Linked DNA regions of Mus musculus: regions 2, 3, 4 and 5 are each linked to region 1. The links are chromatin contacts, called in public HiCAR-type and promoter capture Hi-C maps. All regions are on one chromosome and are shown on one strand. The core of a region is the stretch at or near the end of the contact, and the rest is flanking DNA. Distances in the headings are between cores, read along the strand shown.

What was found. Promoter capture Hi-C pulls out the DNA fragments that hold promoters and counts their contacts. HiCAR-type assays count read pairs that join an accessible place to other places.
Region 2: a contact with region 1 is called in a promoter capture Hi-C map of pre-B cells. The contact joins the promoter of Snrpb2 here to the promoter of Dtd1 in region 1. A contact is called at or near these places in 7 of 39 promoter capture datasets (the 3T3-L1 cell line, the C10 cell line, cranial neural crest and 3 more), 2 of 484 Hi-C or Micro-C datasets (B cells and CD4 T cells) and 1 of 115 datasets of contacts at active chromatin or transcription factors (astrocytes).
Region 3: a contact with region 1 is called in a promoter capture Hi-C map of liver, with 7 times the contacts expected there. The contact joins the promoter of Crnkl1 here to the promoter of Dtd1 in region 1. A contact is called at or near these places in 8 of 39 promoter capture datasets (the 3T3-L1 cell line, 3T3-L1-derived adipocytes, embryonic stem cells and 3 more), 2 of 484 Hi-C or Micro-C datasets (CD4 T cells and Th1 cells), 1 of 115 datasets of contacts at active chromatin or transcription factors (astrocytes) and 3 of 9 other capture datasets (adipose tissue, embryonic stem cells and macrophages).
Region 4: a contact with region 1 is called in a HiCAR-type map of astrocytes, with 4 times the contacts expected there. The contact joins the enhancer-like site here to the promoter of Dtd1 in region 1. A contact is called at or near these places in 2 of 115 datasets of contacts at active chromatin or transcription factors (astrocytes and embryonic stem cells).
Region 5: a HiCAR-type map of astrocytes shows a contact between it and region 1, with 5 times the contacts expected there. The contact joins the promoter of Rin2 here to the promoter of Dtd1 in region 1. A contact is called at or near these places in 2 of 39 promoter capture datasets (3T3-L1-derived adipocytes and cranial neural crest) and 4 of 115 datasets of contacts at active chromatin or transcription factors (astrocytes, embryonic stem cells, pancreatic cancer cells and 1 more).

What each region holds. Positions count from the first base shown.
Region 1 is chr2:144,598,241-144,601,631 of GRCm38.p6, reverse strand. It overlaps Dtd1 (D-tyrosyl-tRNA deacylase 1), which reads right to left and starts at 1,679. Exons shown (of 6, transcript NM_025314.3): 1 at 1,541-1,679. The coding sequence starts at 1,583.
Region 2 is chr2:143,061,151-143,064,541 of GRCm38.p6, reverse strand. Snrpb2 (U2 small nuclear ribonucleoprotein B) reads right to left here and starts at 1,473. Exons shown (of 7, transcript NM_021335.3): 1 at 1,444-1,473.
Region 3 is chr2:145,933,074-145,936,464 of GRCm38.p6, reverse strand. Crnkl1 (crooked neck pre-mRNA splicing factor 1) reads left to right here and starts at 1,765. Exons shown (of 14, transcript NM_025820.3): 1 at 1,765-1,911. The coding sequence starts at 1,861. It overlaps Cfap61 (cilia and flagella associated protein 61), which reads right to left and starts at 1,681. Exons shown (of 27, transcript NM_001369121.1): 1 at 1,625-1,681.
Region 4 is chr2:145,886,404-145,889,794 of GRCm38.p6, reverse strand. It overlaps Rin2 (Ras and Rab interactor 2), which reads right to left. Exons shown (of 13, transcript NM_028724.4): 13 at 2,179-3,391. All of the region lies in intron 2 of Gm39954 (a long non-coding RNA gene), which reads left to right. Among named protein-coding and RNA genes, the nearest start is that of Gm39954, 6.1 kb to the left of the region's middle. Within about 2 kb of position 1,669, at least 190 of the 459 cell types and tissues checked have an H3K27ac peak or open chromatin away from gene starts, as enhancers often do. A contact at or near this core is called in astrocytes, where this site is marked.
Region 5 is chr2:145,784,310-145,787,700 of GRCm38.p6, reverse strand. Rin2 (Ras and Rab interactor 2) reads right to left here and starts at 1,585. Exons shown (of 13, transcript NM_028724.4): 1 at 1,522-1,585; 2 at 1,287-1,379.

The sequences.
Region 1 (3,391 bases), core at 430-2,929:
GTTTTCATGTGCTCAATATTTACTGAAATGTTATTAGAGTCCCATAAACTCCTCTCCTATTCTGCTCCTTATTAGTCCAGGATGATTTCCAAAACCAAAGTTAACAGAACAGCTTGCAACTCATTAAGCAGGATTAGAAGGTGGACTCTCGAGTCTAAATATGTGGTTTGGCTACTTGGTTGGGGAGGAGTCTTGGGTCTAGCTTTAAACTCAAAACCATGTATTTAGTATAAAATGGTTTAAAGAAAAAGATATCTGTATTGCTTGATCTGAAGCTTTGGTGAGGAGGGGGAATCTTAGAGACTCTTTTGTTGTCCAATCTGCTTTCTGTTGTCCAATTCCTGGGCTCAACACAGCTCCTTCCCCAGCCTCCAAAGTGGCTGTGACTACAGGCCTTGGCATCTGACCTGAAAATGTACTTCTGCCTCTATAAACACAGCTGGGCAATGGTGGTAGACACCTTTAATCCCAGCACTTGGGAGGCAGAGGCAGGTGGATCTGTGAGTTCAAGGCCAGCCTAGTCTACGGAGTGAGTTCCTGGCCAGACAAGGCTAAACAGAGAAACCCTGTCTCGAAAAGGAAAGAAAGAAAGAAAGAAAGAAAGAAAGAAAGAGAGAAAGCAAGCTAGCTAAATGAGTGATGGGTAGACTTGCTGCCAAGCCTAATTCCATGAGTTGAATCCCAAGGACCCACATGGTGGTGGCACATCTAAATTGTTCTCTGGCCTGTTACACACAGAAACACACACACCAAATAAATAAATGTATTTATTTCTTTAACTTAAAAGACTAAAAGAATGGCACCAGTCGTTTCTATTTTTTTAACACTTTTCAAATAACTACAGTAGCTGGATCCTGAATATTTCAACTAGCCTCCCACATTCAACTGATGGCTAATGGCTGAGCATCTGGGTCTATATTAATTAATGGGAAAGAGAAGCACGTCATCTTGAATTCTGTGGTTCTGACCCATGGCTGAAGGTTCAGAGACCGACATCCAGGTGCAAGCAAGGGATGTTCTGCACCCAGTGAGGATGCCAGCAGATATTTGCTCAAAGCTGCCAGAGCTCAAACAATTAGCAATTCCTCCGTCTGTCCATTTTATCATGAGCCAAGTTCTATTTTAAAAAGAAAAGATATGCAAAAGGGGGTTGTTAAAATGCTACATCTCAGACAGAGCGGTGGATAAACGAGCGATTCCGCTCCGGAAATCTCCCCTATGTGTTGTTTGTGCAACAGTGCATTCAACAACGGGCCCTGGGGATGCTCACAGGTTCTGGCACCTTGTCTGTGAGGAACACACACACACACTCACAAAGATAATGATGATGATTATAATGGTGATGACGACGGAGATGAGGGTTTATGTAGCAACGAAAGCACGGAGCCTGAACCCATGAGCGGCCAGGCACGTGCCGGATCTTCTCGGCCACGGCGCTGCCCAGAGGCTGCCCGGTAACTCGGGGCTGCGGGGAACCCTCACACGGAACAGCGGGTCGCGGGGGTCAGAGGCTGCTCTCTCCCCGGCCCGCCCGACTGACCTGTGACGCTAGCCCGAGTGACGCGCTGCACCACGGCCTTCATGGCGGCGGCTGTAGCGACTGGAATTTGCTGTGTGGTCAGACCTTGCGACTCCGCCGGTGGCTCCTCGACCGGCGCCCTCTACCGGCAACACCGGAAGAGCTCCGTGAGGACCCATTCCACAGAGCTGCGTCCCGCCCACGTCGGCCACACCTATCCAATTGGCCCCGCCCATGTCAATCACCCTCACCTGTCACCTATGCATAACCTAGTCCATTTGTGGTAGGCGCCGCCCTATCCACCCCTGAACTCCTTCTTAAGCACTATAGTCCCAAACTGCCAGCCTAGTCTCCACTATGTCCAGACACTCATTAATTTCTGCTCCAGTTTCTTTCTCTTTCAGTTTTACCCTTAAGTTTTTTTCCTGCTTTTCTCCCTCTTTTCCAATCCTCCGGTCACAGATTTTCCAAAATCTTCACTTGTTCTGTAGCCTCAGCAGCAATCCTGTTGCTAAAAACAAAAGGACCTGCTGCTAACATAGCCATTTAACTACATAACTATTGATTTACCTTAGACACAATAGTTAATAGGTCTATCAGTCTAGAATTCTAATTCCTTCCTAATACAAATCTAATACTTAGCCCTATCATAGGGTTGTTAGGAAATTTGGATGGGCTGTAAAGATGCTTAGATGGCTGCAAAGAACTGTATAGCTATTACTGTACTAAGTTTTCATCACTAAAAAATAACATCTTCATAGTCCAGTGGTAGTCCATGTGTTTATAATTAAACAAAGAAAAAGAAGAATGGGGGGGGGGGGAGATAGTCCCAGCTACTTGAGATGAAGCGGGAAAGTGTTTTAAGTCCATGAGTTCAAGACCACCAATGTGGGCAATGTAATGAGACTTTCCCTTAAAAACGAAATAGGAGTATCAGAAAAAGTTCACCCATTTCAGAGTGTCTTTGCTTTGAACGCCTCTTCCAGGATTAGCAGATTCAGAAAAGCATTTGTTAGAAAGCAATTTGATAGAACTGTTATTTGGCCCGAAATACTCTAAGGAATGGTGGTTGAACATCTGTGATCCAAGCATTCTGGAGGCTGCAGTATGAGGATCACGCTGAAGTTCAAGGCCAGCATGAAATACAGAGTGAGATGTTGCTTTCCCCCTCACCCCCCCAAAAAAACAAAAACAAAAACAAAAAAGGCCTAGAAATGTGTATTATTGTGGGGTATCCATCAGATAAGACTACTCAGACCGGGGTTAAGCCAGTAGAAAGTCTTTATTAGCCAACTGGCAACTACACTGGGTGTTCAGGATCTCATTAAAGCTCAGATTCTTTTAGAGTGAGCATTTAAGCAAAAAAAAAAAAAAAATTCCTCGGTTGACATACTTCAGTTAATAAGCACAGTTAGGCTAAAGCAATTACAGAAGTCAAAAGGCAAGCTTAGTGCATTTGATAGATTCGGTCTTCCTTTTCACTCTGGCAAGTGGTACTATCTACATACTGAGTTTTATGGAGTCAGTTGTGCTAAGGACTGGGAGCCTTTTATATTATGCTTAAATATTAAATAGTGAATGCAAAATTGCATGAGTTAAATTGTCAAGGATACCACCAGCAGCAGCAGCAGCAAGATCAATGGGTGTCAGTCACATGCTTCCTGATATTGAAGGATACAGTGGTAATTCTGCAACAACAAAACTTAACCTGGGGCTAGAAGTGTAGCTCAGTGGAACATAGTACTTAGCTACCATGTAGGAAGCCCTAGGTTCAGCCCTTAGCATCATATAAGCCAGGGATGGCAACACTTACCTGGAATCCCAGCGCTCAGGAGGTAGAGAGGCAGGAGCATCAGTTCAAGGGTGGAACTG
Region 2 (3,391 bases), core at 224-2,723, 1.5 Mb after region 1:
CTAAAAGAAATAATAAATAATCAGTTATTAGCAAAGAGGGTTAAATCACGCAGGTGTACAGCATGACACAACTCTTAATCACCCCGCCCTACCTCCCACAGCCATCTCTTTTAGTCAAATGGAAAACAGCTCTCAAGATCAAACCTTGGAAGGACAATACCAAGGTTCTACAAATTGGTAGAATCTGTCAATACATAGGCAGATTTAAAAACATATTATTCAAGGTTATATACTTCTTTTATCCCCACTTAAATGATACTGTCCTTTCATCTACATAATGACATAACTTTCGAAAGTATATTTATTAATTCTTTGAGAATGTCATGTGTTTTGATCATATTCACCAGAAAATGGTTTTTCAGTAAAATGATTTGAACATTTTGTGAAAGATCAGTAAACACGCACCTAGTTTTAAAAAGTCATTGTAATAGAACAATACAAATTAAGACAGTTCATAGATGCACTCATGAATGTATTGATTTAAACGATTAGTGTGTGTGTGTGTGTTTGTTTACCTGTGCCATCGTGTATGTTGAGGTCAGAGAACGACCTCTCAGGGGCTTTCACTTCTGTCTCTTTCCCACTATGTGAGTCTCAAGAGTGGTCAAGGTTGACAGTTCAGAGCTCAGATTCTTGTATCAATAAGATACGGATTTAAGTTCTGTTTACGATTTTACAACCTACTTCGATGGGGGGCAAGTTCCTTAATGTCTCAAGTCCCCAGCTACAAATTATGGCTACTAACAGCACCTATAAAATGGAGCCTATAAAATTATGAGACAGATATGTATCAGTCTGCACCAGTTAGCATCTACAGTTACTATTTATTATCGATAGCTATCACTCGTTAAAGGACACAAGTGTCTTAACGTCACACAACAAGCTGCTCTGAACAACTTATAGGAAGGGCCTGTACTATGTAGGCAACGGATAATAGGTAACGTTTCTCACAGGCTTGCCTCTCTACATGGGAACCTGGAGAAGGGCTGGGACTCAAGAGAGGGACAAGAGCACAGGCTCTGGCATTAGCTCCTTTGGGCTGAAATAGTGCAAGGGCACCAGAAACCCAAAGGCTGCCGGGGAGAAGAGGCCGAGAGTGCACAGTGAACTGCACACCCTGCTCCTCCAAGCAAGTCACGGGCCATTCTCTCCCCCTGGGCTAATTCCTATGTGTCCGCTTGAGCCTCTTTACACACCGGCCAATCCACCCAACACCAGGGTCCTCTGACATTAAAAACCCAACCATCCTGCAGAGAACAGGCTGTGACGCCGGGCCTCATTCCGCCAGCCCTGGGGTCGCCGTCCCTTCCTCCTATACGTCCGCGGACCGAGGACCACGCAACCGACGACACCTTCGCCCTCGCCGGCTCAGTTACCGCGGACGGGGCGGATCCCGCCAAACCCTGAGACCAGCCACAGCGAAAAAGAACCCGAGAGACTCACCTGAAGCCGGCGCGGTCCGCTTGAAACTAATACCGGAAGAGCTTCCCCGCGCCGGAAGAGGGCGGCCAAACTCCTCAATCGAACTCAGAGAAGTCGAAGAGTCGAGCACCGATTCAATCGAGCCCTCCTCGCCCCGGCCGGCCAAGGCGGAATCTTTCTGCGCACGCGCATTCCTGTGGGCTAGGAAGTTTGTGGAAAGGGGGAGAACTGGAAGGGATCAAATTAGGACCCGGGGGCCAAGCTGTGGAGGCAGAGGAGGGAAGGGTAGGGGGTCGTTTCCCTTACTGCGACTTTGAAGCTTCCCAACTATAGGATGTGATACAATTTTACAGGAGCCTGTCTCCAGCCACAAGTTAGTCAAGCCTTTCTATGGGTCCTGGTCAACTTGACTTAACACCATTGTCAATCTCTAGTTGTCAATCTCCAGGAGTCTGAAAGAACACACCAGCCAGCACTCTATAGATTACGTCTTAGATGCAGCCCAGTCTTCGACCCCTGAACAAAGAGAATTTTAGTCGTTGATGGTACTCTCACCAGGCTTCAGGAGCGAGCAAACTAAAGAGCCTAAACTCACTTAGACACAGTTAACTCCCGCCCACTCCCCCACCCTCTCCTTTCCTCACAAAATGCTTGGATTTTTCTAGGCTAAAAATTGGGGTAAGGACCAAATTGGTTGATTTTACCAGCCTGAGGTTTCTAATTTTTGAAAGTCACATGAAGTTGCAGGATGGAAATAGTGTTTTGAGAGTAGTAATTTTATATGCTTTTTTCACTGAAGTGATTAGGAGAATGGCTTATACTCGATAAATATGATTCAGACGATTGAATGAAGTTCCGTGAAAATTAGGTCATAATAAAACAAGTGTGATATCCAGTGAAAATCCTGTAAATGTAGGAAATAATGTTAAACAACCACAGAAAAAGTGTTCTTTAATTACATAGATATGGAAACCAGTTTGGCTTTTATAAAAACAATATCGAGTATGTTCTTAGCAAAAGGGCATCAAGTAAATACGAAACACTTTCTAAGCAACAGAAGGTCTGAGCAGTTGATTAACTGTGCTTGGTGGTAATGAGAGCATTGGAATAAGCTATAACCTGCCTGTGTTATATACATTCATCTGGCCGAGAGAGAGTTCGTAGCTATTTTCAAAAAGCAAATTGATAAACATGCAAGGACACTCCACTTGGGAAAAAAATAAAGAGATTTAAAGAAATGCCATACCTATTCTATCAAAGCTTGAGTCTCAGCTACTATACCTTTTGCACAGCAAAGAAGAAATTGTCCGATGACAACTCAGTGTCAGTGGCTTCTATGCTCTTTTCCAGGTTCACTTATAAAGAATGAACACATTTTTATATCCATGAGTAATCCCTGCAAGCTTTTTTTTTTTCTTCTTGTCTGTATAGTCCTGGCTGTCCTGGAACTCACTTTGTAGACCAGGCTGGCCTCGAACTCAGAAATCCACCTGCCTCTGCCTCCCAAATGCTGGGATTAAAGACATGTACCACCACCACACCCGGCTCTCCCACTGCAAGCTTTCTTGAATGGGTCTTCATCGGTTTCTTGAATGACTGGGAAACTAAGACTTGAAATAGGATTTGGTAAGGAATGAAGGGGAAGAGGCTTTCCAGGTTGTTGCAGGATATTTGATCACACCGTGAACCCGGGGATTGTGTTGTTTATTGAGAGAAGCTATTTCTGCTTTGGTGTGACTCGGTTTTAGCACACACCTTTAATATCTCTGGCTGGAATACAGACTTGCCCTGAGTACACACCTTTAATCCCAAACAGTGAAGGTAATGTTAGTTGGTAGAAGGAGTCACCCGTTTGAAAATGGTGTGATGTCTGATTGAGTGGCAGACAAAGTTATGAATCAGGAGAAGATTTGACAGAATAGGATGTGGCCAACTTTCATAAGAGAGGAAAGAGAAGCTATTTAAGAGG
Region 3 (3,391 bases), core at 516-3,015, 1.3 Mb before region 1:
GTAATCTGAAGAGGTATATGACTCCAACCATCTACAAAGAACTACAGAGACATTAAAAAAAAATAGATCAATCGATCCCTGCTACCTCAGTCCAGTGTCCGCACTCTCTCAGCCCCCAAGGCTCTCACTATCAGAGAGGAGGCAGTGTGTGCGCTCAAGAGGCAGTGGACGACTACAGAAAACATCTGGACACAGCAGCGCAGCACAAAACCTGTGCAAACTCAAGCCAGACCAAATCCCCTTATGGAGAGATGGGCACACAATACCACACCTGGCAGTGGAGAAATTGGTCATTTTTTAGCTGCTGGAAAGCATGAGTTTTCTCTAAGAGTATAACATTCTGGTAAGTTGACCAAGCTCCAGTAGACCACATATCCAAGAATATCTGGGCAATACGAATTAGTCTTCAAAGGTTAAAAAACAAAAAGACACACAGTTGGGTGAATAGGGAGTGGGGTAGATCTGGGGAAAGCTGGAGGAATGGCTATGATTAAGACGCAAAACTTTCAAAGAAGGAATTAAAAAACAAACAAACAAAATGCTTGATAAAAAGGAGTATTGATGGACAAAGGCTCGAGGGGGAGGATGAACAGGAGGTACCCTGAGGATGTTGACAGTTCCAGGCCAGCCTGGTCTACAGAGTGAGTTCCCGGACAACCAGGGAATCAGGACTACACCGAGAAACCCTGTCTCCAAAACAAAACAAAAAATCTTGCCGTTGTCCTAAATCTCAAGACTGTTACAAAAGTAAACTCTAACAGTTTCTTGTAACTGACACGGGGTGGGGATGGATCGTAGAAAGTCCTTTGAGGGTGGGGAAAGAGTAGGAAAAGCTCACCTTCCCAATTTTGCTGTCAATTCCAAAATTTTTATTTTAAAAAATTATCTTAACTATATGCTAAATCACTGTTTTTAATGTACTTCAGATATTATACGTACTAACATCTAGCGAGTATTTTACAGAGACAGATTTTTTTCTTTAATCTTAAGGAAATAGATACTTTTATCCTTTTATAGCTAAGGATATTAAGGATAAGAGAATTGAGATAATACAAATTTACATGCCGGGCGTGGTGGCGCACGCCTTTAATCCCAGCACTTGGGAGGCAGAGGCAGGCGGATTTCTGAGTTCGAGGCCAGCCTGGTCTACAGAGTGAGTTCCAGGACAGCCAGGGCTATACAGAGAAACCCTGTCTCGGAAAATAAAAAAAAAAAAAAAAAAAAAAAAATTTACAGACTAAAAATTTGATCAGTTTCTGTAGGTGCTTTGCTACTGACTAATTTCCACCTTTCTCTAACATCTTGTTTCAAAAATACCTCTTCTGATTTTTTTTTTAAAAAAATCCACATTTCAAGATTATTAACTTGGTCCAATCGCGGGGAAGCCTAAGGCGAGGGGGCGGGAACTCGAAAGACTACAAATCCCAGAATGCACCGCTGCCCAGGCTGCTTGCAGGGTTTCCTCGGTGCTTTTCCCTTCTCCCCGGAGTTTCTACACCTGAAATGGATTTCTACGCCCCTCAAAGGTGCCACGGCCTACAGCTGCACGCATCCCGGAGATAGACCTGGATGAGCCCTCGCCGCCAGAGCCCTATATCCCTGCGGCGCAGCCCGCCCTACCCACCTCACCCGCAGCTCCAGCAAGCCGCAAGTCTCCACAGAGGACGCGCACACAGTTGCTAAGGAAACGACGCGGCGTTTCCCCTGACTGGTGAGGCGGTCAAAGGTCGTCTTCGCAAGTTCCGGTTCCGGTTCCGGTATCTAGTTTGTTGTGGCTGACTCTGTTGTGCCGGCCGGTTCGAAGTGCTTTTCTCAAGTCCGGTTGTCGGCCAGGATCGCTCGAGTTCCACGGCTGCAGTCATGGCAGCCTCCACGGCGGCCGGGAAACAGCGCATTCCTAAAGTGGCCAAGGTAGGCGACCGGGAGGAGCCCCCGAACAGCATCTGCGGTGTCGGGCACCAGAGATTCGAGACAGCGATCTCTGTGCCGCGGTCCAAGAAGACAGGTGGTCGGTGAGGTGGCGCAGGGTCTTGTCACTCCGAGCTCGTCTCGCGTCTGCCCAGCCTTCCTTCCAGGGTTGCAAAGCATCGGTTCGGTTCGGTAAACTGTTTGCTTTGCTAGTCTCTGGGGATCCCCTACTTTTACTCCGGGCAAGAGTGCTCCACTAAAACTGGAGAGAGAGCGAAATGGCAACCCAGATAGATGTATCCAAGTAGTGTAGATATGCCATGGGCAAGAGCCAGAAGGGTGCCTGTAAACTTGAGGGTAAACTTTGTGAAGGAAGTTAACACTTAGGCTGCATCAAAGTTAGGCAGTGAAGAGAATGGCAGAGGATAGGCTCTGGGCAATGGCATAAAATTTAGGTTAGATAGTAAATTGTTATATTTCCAACTGTGGTTGATACTTCATCAATACTTAATAAGTGTCAAATCTTGCACTTAGCCATCACATACAGTCATTCTCTGGAAGTCTGATTTGGCCATTTTGTCTTGAGACAAGTTCTTATTTCCACATGTAATTATTGTAAAAGTCTGATGTGGTAGCTTCCCCCCTACCCCCGCTCCCAAACCCCTATCCTGAGTCATAAAAGCCAGGGAATGCATGCTGACTAAGTTTTTGACAGCTTGACACAAGATAAAGTTATCTAGGAGGAGGCATCTGGACTAAGAAAATTCGTCCCTAAGCTTGCTTGCTGGCAAGTGTGTGAGGCATTTTCTTGATTACCAATTGATGTGGACGCCCCCCCCCCCCCCGCCTACTTGGGCAGTGCCACACCTGGGCAGGGGCTCTGGTGTAGTCTGTGAGAGCAGACTGAGCACAGCTGGTATGCCTCCAGCTTCCTGCCGTGTCTTCCATTCATGAAGACTGTGGTCCAGTTGTGTAAGCCAATCAGTCAGCTCTTTCCTCTGCAGGTTGCTTTTGTTGGTGATGTTCGATCACAGCAGTAAAAAGGCCAATTAGAACTTAGGGTCCATCTGCACTTGAACACATTTGACTTTTAAGCTCCTGTGTTGGAACTATAGCTTCAGGTGCTCTAAAAGCTTACAGGCTAATGATGGAGACTTAGTAAAAACAAGTTTCAGTTGGCCTAAAATGTCATGGAAAACCAGCTTGTCCACTAGAAGGATTAAAATATGTAGAGGAGTTCTCTAAGCAGGTTATAAAGAGGAAGGAGTGTGATTTTTTTTTCCCCCTGCCCCTCATGGAGAATTGAAGATGTTATTCAAAGATGGCATCTTGGGCACATTCTTAGGAGGGCTTTTTCTTTCGAGACAGGGTTTCTCTGTGTAGCCCTGGCTGTCCTGGAACTCACTCTGTAGACCAGCCTGGCCTTGAACTCAGAAATCCACCTGGTTCTGCCTCCCAAGTGCTGGGATTAAAGGTGTGTGCC
Region 4 (3,391 bases), core at 420-2,919, 1.3 Mb before region 1:
ATCTAGTCTGGGTTCAATCTCTTAGTCTGAAAAGAAAACAAAGTCTCTGACTCAGGAGTCAGAGACAGGAGGACCACAGCAAGTTTATGGCCAGTTTTAGGGTACATGGTGAAACTTGTCTTAAACATCAAATGACATCAACAAAATGTAAAATGAAGAGTACTGATACCCTTCGGATCTCTGAGTGAGTTCCTGGTGGGTGTGTGTGTGTGTGGGGGGTACAGGTGGGAGTGAGGAGTGGTGGGTAGCCGTGCGTGTGCAGTGCATGCTGGGTATCGAACACAGGACCAAGAGTATGTTACACAAGCCCTGTATTATCAAGCTACACTCCTAACTCCAAATATGCTTCCCTCTTTTTGTTTTGTTTTGTTTTGTTCTTTTAAACTCCCTATGGTTCCTTCCCCAACAGAGTCAATATTCATGTGGAAGTCTGGGCCAGCTGCTACCCACTCATTGATGCTAAAACACAGACCCTTTTCAGTATGGAACATGTTTCCTGAAACAAATGCCAGTTCTTCCCTCCCTCTCCTTTCCCGCCATCTGCTTGTGATTCGGCACTGTAATGTGACTTGTGGAGAAGGTCATCTTCCCCACACGACTAAGGATCACCAAATGGCAAACAACATTTGGGTCTCAAATTTACCCATACTCGAATGGTCTGAAAACAGAGAGTCGCCATTTTGTTCTCAGACACTTCTGGGCAATTACACCACGTGTCCCACATAGACAGATCCCCACCTGTGTGAGTCTTCCCAGACACCTGAGGGTAGAGCCAGGCTCCTAAACACCACAGGCCCCTTTTATTTCATGTTTCTTCCAGAAGAGGAAGGTCAGAGCTGCTAGGGCAGTGAGGCTGCCTTTGTGAATGGAAGCAGTCAGGCCCAGCTTCCTTCCTTTAGTTTGCATTTGCTTGTAGATTTAAAGTAACTTCCACATGATACAAACAACCTTAACAATTTCCATTTCTTTCTTTTTTTTCTGTGTCCCTAAGGGGGTCATAGTTGGCAGTCTGTCCAACATCAAAAACAAAATTCCTTCCTCTGGCTGCCATTCAAGATATTTTTAGGTCTGGAAGTGCACCCTCCTCTCCCTCCGTCCAGCATGTATATTTTTACTCTGCTCTTACCCTATCCAAACTCCACCAGGGCCTGTTTCCTGACAAACTGAGAAGTGAGAAATGCCTGCGTGGGGGGAAAACTGAAGACACATGTGTTGAAACTCTGCCAGGGAAGCATTGCCCAATGACAAACCAGGGCAAGTCTTGTGATGTTTTCTTCTGCTCATTCTAGCTTTTCTGACTCTGCTCTCACGGGGCCTGCTCGAACTGCCTAATTTGGATGTCGTGACCCGCTTTTAATCTAAGAGGAGTACCTCAGCCTAAGGACAGCCTCATCGTCTAAATTTGCAGAGTTGGGAGGGCAACTGGACAGATGTCGCGAGCAGTGTCTCTTCGCTCCAAACATTGAAAGCAAGCTCAGTCAGCCTTCCTTCTGGTCTCTGAAGTAGCTATCTTATGGATATCCCAGAAACCCTCTGAACTTCCCTTCTCCCTATCCACAGGGATGCAATGGGCACTTAGCAGTCGCATGGCTGCAATCCCCAGAACACCCAGCAGAGGATCAGGCCTGCGATGCTAGCAGATTTTGCAATCCTAACTCTCAGCCAGGATACAGCAGAGGTTGCCTAAGGACAGGGAGGAGTTGTCTGCAGGACCCTGCCTGGCTCTGAGTTCAGATCAGTTGTGATTTGCTCTGGAGCCATCTAAGCCAAGTACTGGGCTGGATAATCGTGCAAATACTTGTGGGCCATGGACCAACTGTTCTCTTCGCTTTTTGATTTCTGTTCCATTGGTCCATAAGCTTTGGAGCAGTGTCCTATTTGCTCTTCAAAACTACCAGATCAACGTGGAGTTCATGGTTGTGTACTGTGTGCATGCGTACACATGTGTGTTTGCGCCCCTGGATGTTTGAAACAGGGTCTCACTATGTAGCACAGCTTGCCTGCAACTCACAGAGATCCATGTGCCTCTGCCTCCTGGGTGCTATGGTAAAAGGCAGAGGCCACCAAGCCCCAGCCACTGTCATGTACACTTGCACAGCATCTTTGGGTACATGATTATATTCTGACTCAAACAAATAGCTGCCACCACCACCACCAACAACAAAAAAGACAACTGAAGAATATTGCAAAAATTATTTTACATAGGATTATTGTACAGTATTACAATGTATTATGTGCAAAATTCCATTGAAAATCATTTACAAAAGGAAGCACAACCCAGCATGTGCCAAGGGAGGGTTCTGGGACAACAAAAGCCTTGTACAGGGTACGAGGTCCTCCAGATCAGATGCCTGAACATCCTTACACAGGATAGTAACATGGCTTTCTGCTTTTGTTTTGCAATGATCTGTATTACACTGATGTATGACCCTTCTGGAATACGTGTGTCCATAAACTCATCTTATACAACATAAGTCTAACTTCACCATACATCCATGTTTTCTGCTTGTTTTGCTCATTATTTGTCACACTGAGGATGGAACCCAGCATGCTAGTGTGTGAATGTTAGCTCTACCATGCCCCAACCAAATACAGAAGGTTTGTTTTTTGTTTTGTTTTGTTTTTGGTTTGGTTTTGGTTTTAGTGCATTCTCTCCCCATCAACATCTCATTGAACTCAACTAAACTCGTATTATACATGACTTGGTTTCTGCCTCCAAATAAATGGATGTCCTTAGTGTCGGCTTACAAAATGGGTCAGAGGGATCGTTATCCTTGATTTACTTTTCCCCAAAGCAGATAGCATATGGAACAGATCTTTGTCAAAGCTCACCGCAGCACATATTTTACAGTACTGACTCCTTTTCCAACGTCTTGCGAAGAGCCTGAACCTGCAGACTACATTCCTCAGTCCCCCCCTTAGAGTCTGTGTTTCTCTCTCTACCTCTCTCTACATTCATTTCTCTTCTAATTCTCAGCCTCGATTGCTTAAAAACATAAACAGACACCAGCACTAAAAGTGAACAATGTAACAATACACCGCTAAAAGTGAACAATGTAACAACAATGTAACAACAGTACACCCGATTTTTCAAAGGCAGCCTGTGGCCAGCGTCAGGGATTTCTTTAAGACAACCAGAAGTCTCTCCCCACAAATTTGCCGAAAATATCCAGTTATAGAAGAGAGATTATCTATGAGGCGTCTAAAATGCAGTACTCTCAAATCCAGCAAGAGATTTATCTTCAAATATTAAATGTTAAATCACATGCATACTTATAGAATATTTTAAAAGTTACAAAAATATTTTAAAAACCAATCCTGACAGTTTACCTGCAACTGCTATAAAATTTTCTATGAAATATATAAAAACACAAAGGCTCTTTGTAAAAAA
Region 5 (3,391 bases), core at 336-2,835, 1.2 Mb before region 1:
GACTCACCTCTGTCTACCAGTTCTGAGACACTCCCTCCCACGCCTCGCTAAAACCCAATCAGAGATGTTGCTTACTATCAAGCTTCACTAAAATCCAGTTACACCCTGCTTTGGAGAACTCAGCTTAAAGGACTTGGGACTCAGCAACCAAAACCTACCAACGCACCTCCCAGGGGTCCCTGGCTTAGACACTGATGAGACTCTTGGCCCTCGTTTCAGCAATAAGCTCAATAAAGCTTGCTCTATCAACAAGGTTTCTGATGGATTTTCTAGGGTCAACCTCTGACATATGATCAGTCTCAATCTCTTTGGAAATAGAAAACACAGATACACATACATACACAGATACACATACATACTTATGAACACTTAAGGGCTTTGGATTTACTAACCACAAGCACTCCCCCCACCCCCCTTCTCAGTAATAAAGCAATAAGGTTTCCTTGGTGCGCCTCCTCTGGGGACAAGGACCATTGTTTGGGACACCTGACTGCAATACACTTCATGTGCACATTTAACTTCCTTTAGTCTATTCCCCCCCCCCCCAATCCCCAGGGCAGGGGGTGAGGTGTGAGTCAGGATTTTCCAAAATAAATTTGCATTTATTTGAGGATATGAATAAACAGGTCAAAAAGCCACAAAAGGAAAACTAATTTGCAAGTTCACATTAGAAATGGCCATCAAATCTTAAACATACGCACTCCATATAAAATAACCTTAAAAAAAAATCTCTCATTAAACCAGAAAGTTACTTTAGCCCCAGCAATGCCCACGTGAAACAGACAAGCTGTATGACTTTAATCTTGTCTTCCCCTTGCCCCACCATAAGAAACCTTTGAGTGTTTGAGAAACTAACATTTGATCAGCCTAAAGTGAGGTCCTGGAATCATTGTTTTGCTTTGCTTTGCTTTTTCTTCTGCTCTTTAATGATTCAGTCAGACGAATACACTGGTCTCACACCATTAATTTTTTGGAAATCAAAGTCCAGCTTTCATCCTGAAATTCCCTAGCTTAAAAAGCCTGAACAGCACACCACTTCAGAGCCCCTCTAGGGTCTCACCGTGTGGCATCTCTGACCCAGACCCCAGCCAGTGAGGAACTATTAAACCACAAAAGCCCCAGCCCGCTGAGCACCACCGTGCTCACAGGCAAGCTCCCCTGGCCCCAGCTGGTCTAGCCAGCAGGCTTTTAAGCTCCAGCCTGCAGCTTCGGGTGCCTGCAGCTCCTCAGGCTGCCGCGCAGAGGGAGCAGAGCTGAGATCCCAAATCCAGTTAGTTTCCTTTTACCTTAAAGAAACTTCCTCGCTTGTCCAGACCTTGGGCGCCCATGGTCCACGCTGACATTTCCCCCAGCGAGGCTCTACAACATGCCGGGGACTCCTGAAGGTAGAGACATTTTCAATGGTTAGTGGAGCCTGTAGGAAATTCCTTTCTAAGCCACAGAGCACTCACAACAACAGTCCTGCCAAGATCTTTTTCCGTCAACAACATTGTGCCATTTATTTCCCACCAAAGCCCTTACATCTCCTTTCAGCCCGGTTTCCTGCCGCGGCCAGCACTCTTCCTAGACTGTGCCCCACCTCGCTGCCCCACCCCCTCTGCCAGCAGCTGACGTAGAAGGTCTTCAGGACTTCAGGGAGCATAAAGATGGCTTTGTGTGTTTGCTTGACCCCAAGCTGAAGTCCAAAAGGAACCAATATTAGTTGTCCCCATAATCTGCTGTGAAAGCTTATAGATTTCATATGGCAGATCGCAGAAGAATGGATCCCTCTATGTCCCAGGAAATCCTGCTGTTAGGGAGTGAGGTCAGCATTCCCTCAGTTAGCTCTCCTCCCGGGCAGGCAAGGTCAGCAGAAGGGCACTAGGGAGAAATCCCTCTGTTTTTTCCCCCCTTAGAAGCCAGTGGGACTGGGATGCAGCCCAGAGAGTCAGTGTTTACAGAGCTCATTTGTGTAAGGGGACGCATGTAAACAGCTCCAGGATCATCCAAGGGCTTGGGCTCACTTTGGAACACAGAGGAAAAATTTAAAGGCAGGATAACAACATGGTCCTGAATCATCGCCGAGACTATCATGCTTGGAATTTCCCTTCCTAGGACAGAAACCAGTAATATCTGCACACACCCTGCAAAGACTTCCATCTTCATTTCAGTCTTAGCTGGGTACACACACCTGGTGCAAGAGACCTGGCTGAGACAGGTGTGTCTTGGGGTGGCAAGGGAAGTCCCCAAAGCCTTACTTACCCAGTGAAACTGTACAGCCAGTGAAACTGTACAGGTTTAAACAGAAATCTCACAAAGGGCTGGCTCTCTCTCTCTCTCTCTCTCTCTCTCTCTCTCTCTCTCACACACACACACACACACACATACACACACACAAACATGCCTTTCAACCCACTTGCTATAACATGTACAAGCCAGGGCATATTGCAGACACAAGCAACACAGAAAGTAGGAAGTGCAAACATCACTTGAATCACTAAGGAATATTAAAAGTGGTTGGGCTGCAGGCATGAAGTGGTGAGGTACCAAAGCCTGGATGACAGAGCCAGCATCAGACACTTGGATGCTGAGGTCAGCGCTAGTGACAGTCTAACAAGGGGAAAGGCAAAGTCTACCAGTGAGCAATGCACAAGTGTAAAAGCAAGAGACTTTGTAGAGATTCCTTTGATGCCCCCCAAACTGTCTCTCAACCCACACCCACAGTGAGCTGTTAGGTTGGACTCAGGTGTGGAATCTCATCTAGGCAAAACAGCATCTCACGCACCTAGCCTTCCTTTCAAAACCTCCTCTAGTTGACTTGTTGCTCCATGTCTTGGTCACTTTCTCTCTGGCATCCTGTTCCATTTGTGATCCTGCTGGGATGAAGGACAGTGATCCAAAACCCTCCTGGAGAGATGGCAAGCTTCACGGCAATCCTGCTGACTCCAGAGGTTCACGCTCCCGGCTCAGCATCGGAGTGGAAGTCCAGCTCCAGGGCCTTTGAAGCCCATCCTTATTAGCAACGTCCATAGACTGGCACCACTCCAGAGGGAAAACACAGCGCTGTGTTCAGAACTGGAGAGGGATGGGAACCCTGGGCAGCAGATGATTAACCGTTTAGACCCAGAAACTCAGACACTTTCACGAAGCACACACTTTAAACAAACCTAAAGCTTGTCTTTTTTTTTTTTTTTTACCTCTGGACATTTTCCTGGCAGGAGATTCCACATAGCCTGGCAGTTCAGGAAATGCTAAGAGAGAGCCAAGACGCCATTCCTCATGCAGAACAGTTTCTTTCTTCTGTTCCAGGGTTTTCCATATACAAACCATTCCTCATGATGAGCTCACAAGGAATTCTTTTGGCAACGGAGTCGTCTGAATTCCTTTAGTTTGCTGGTGATTTAACTAGCGG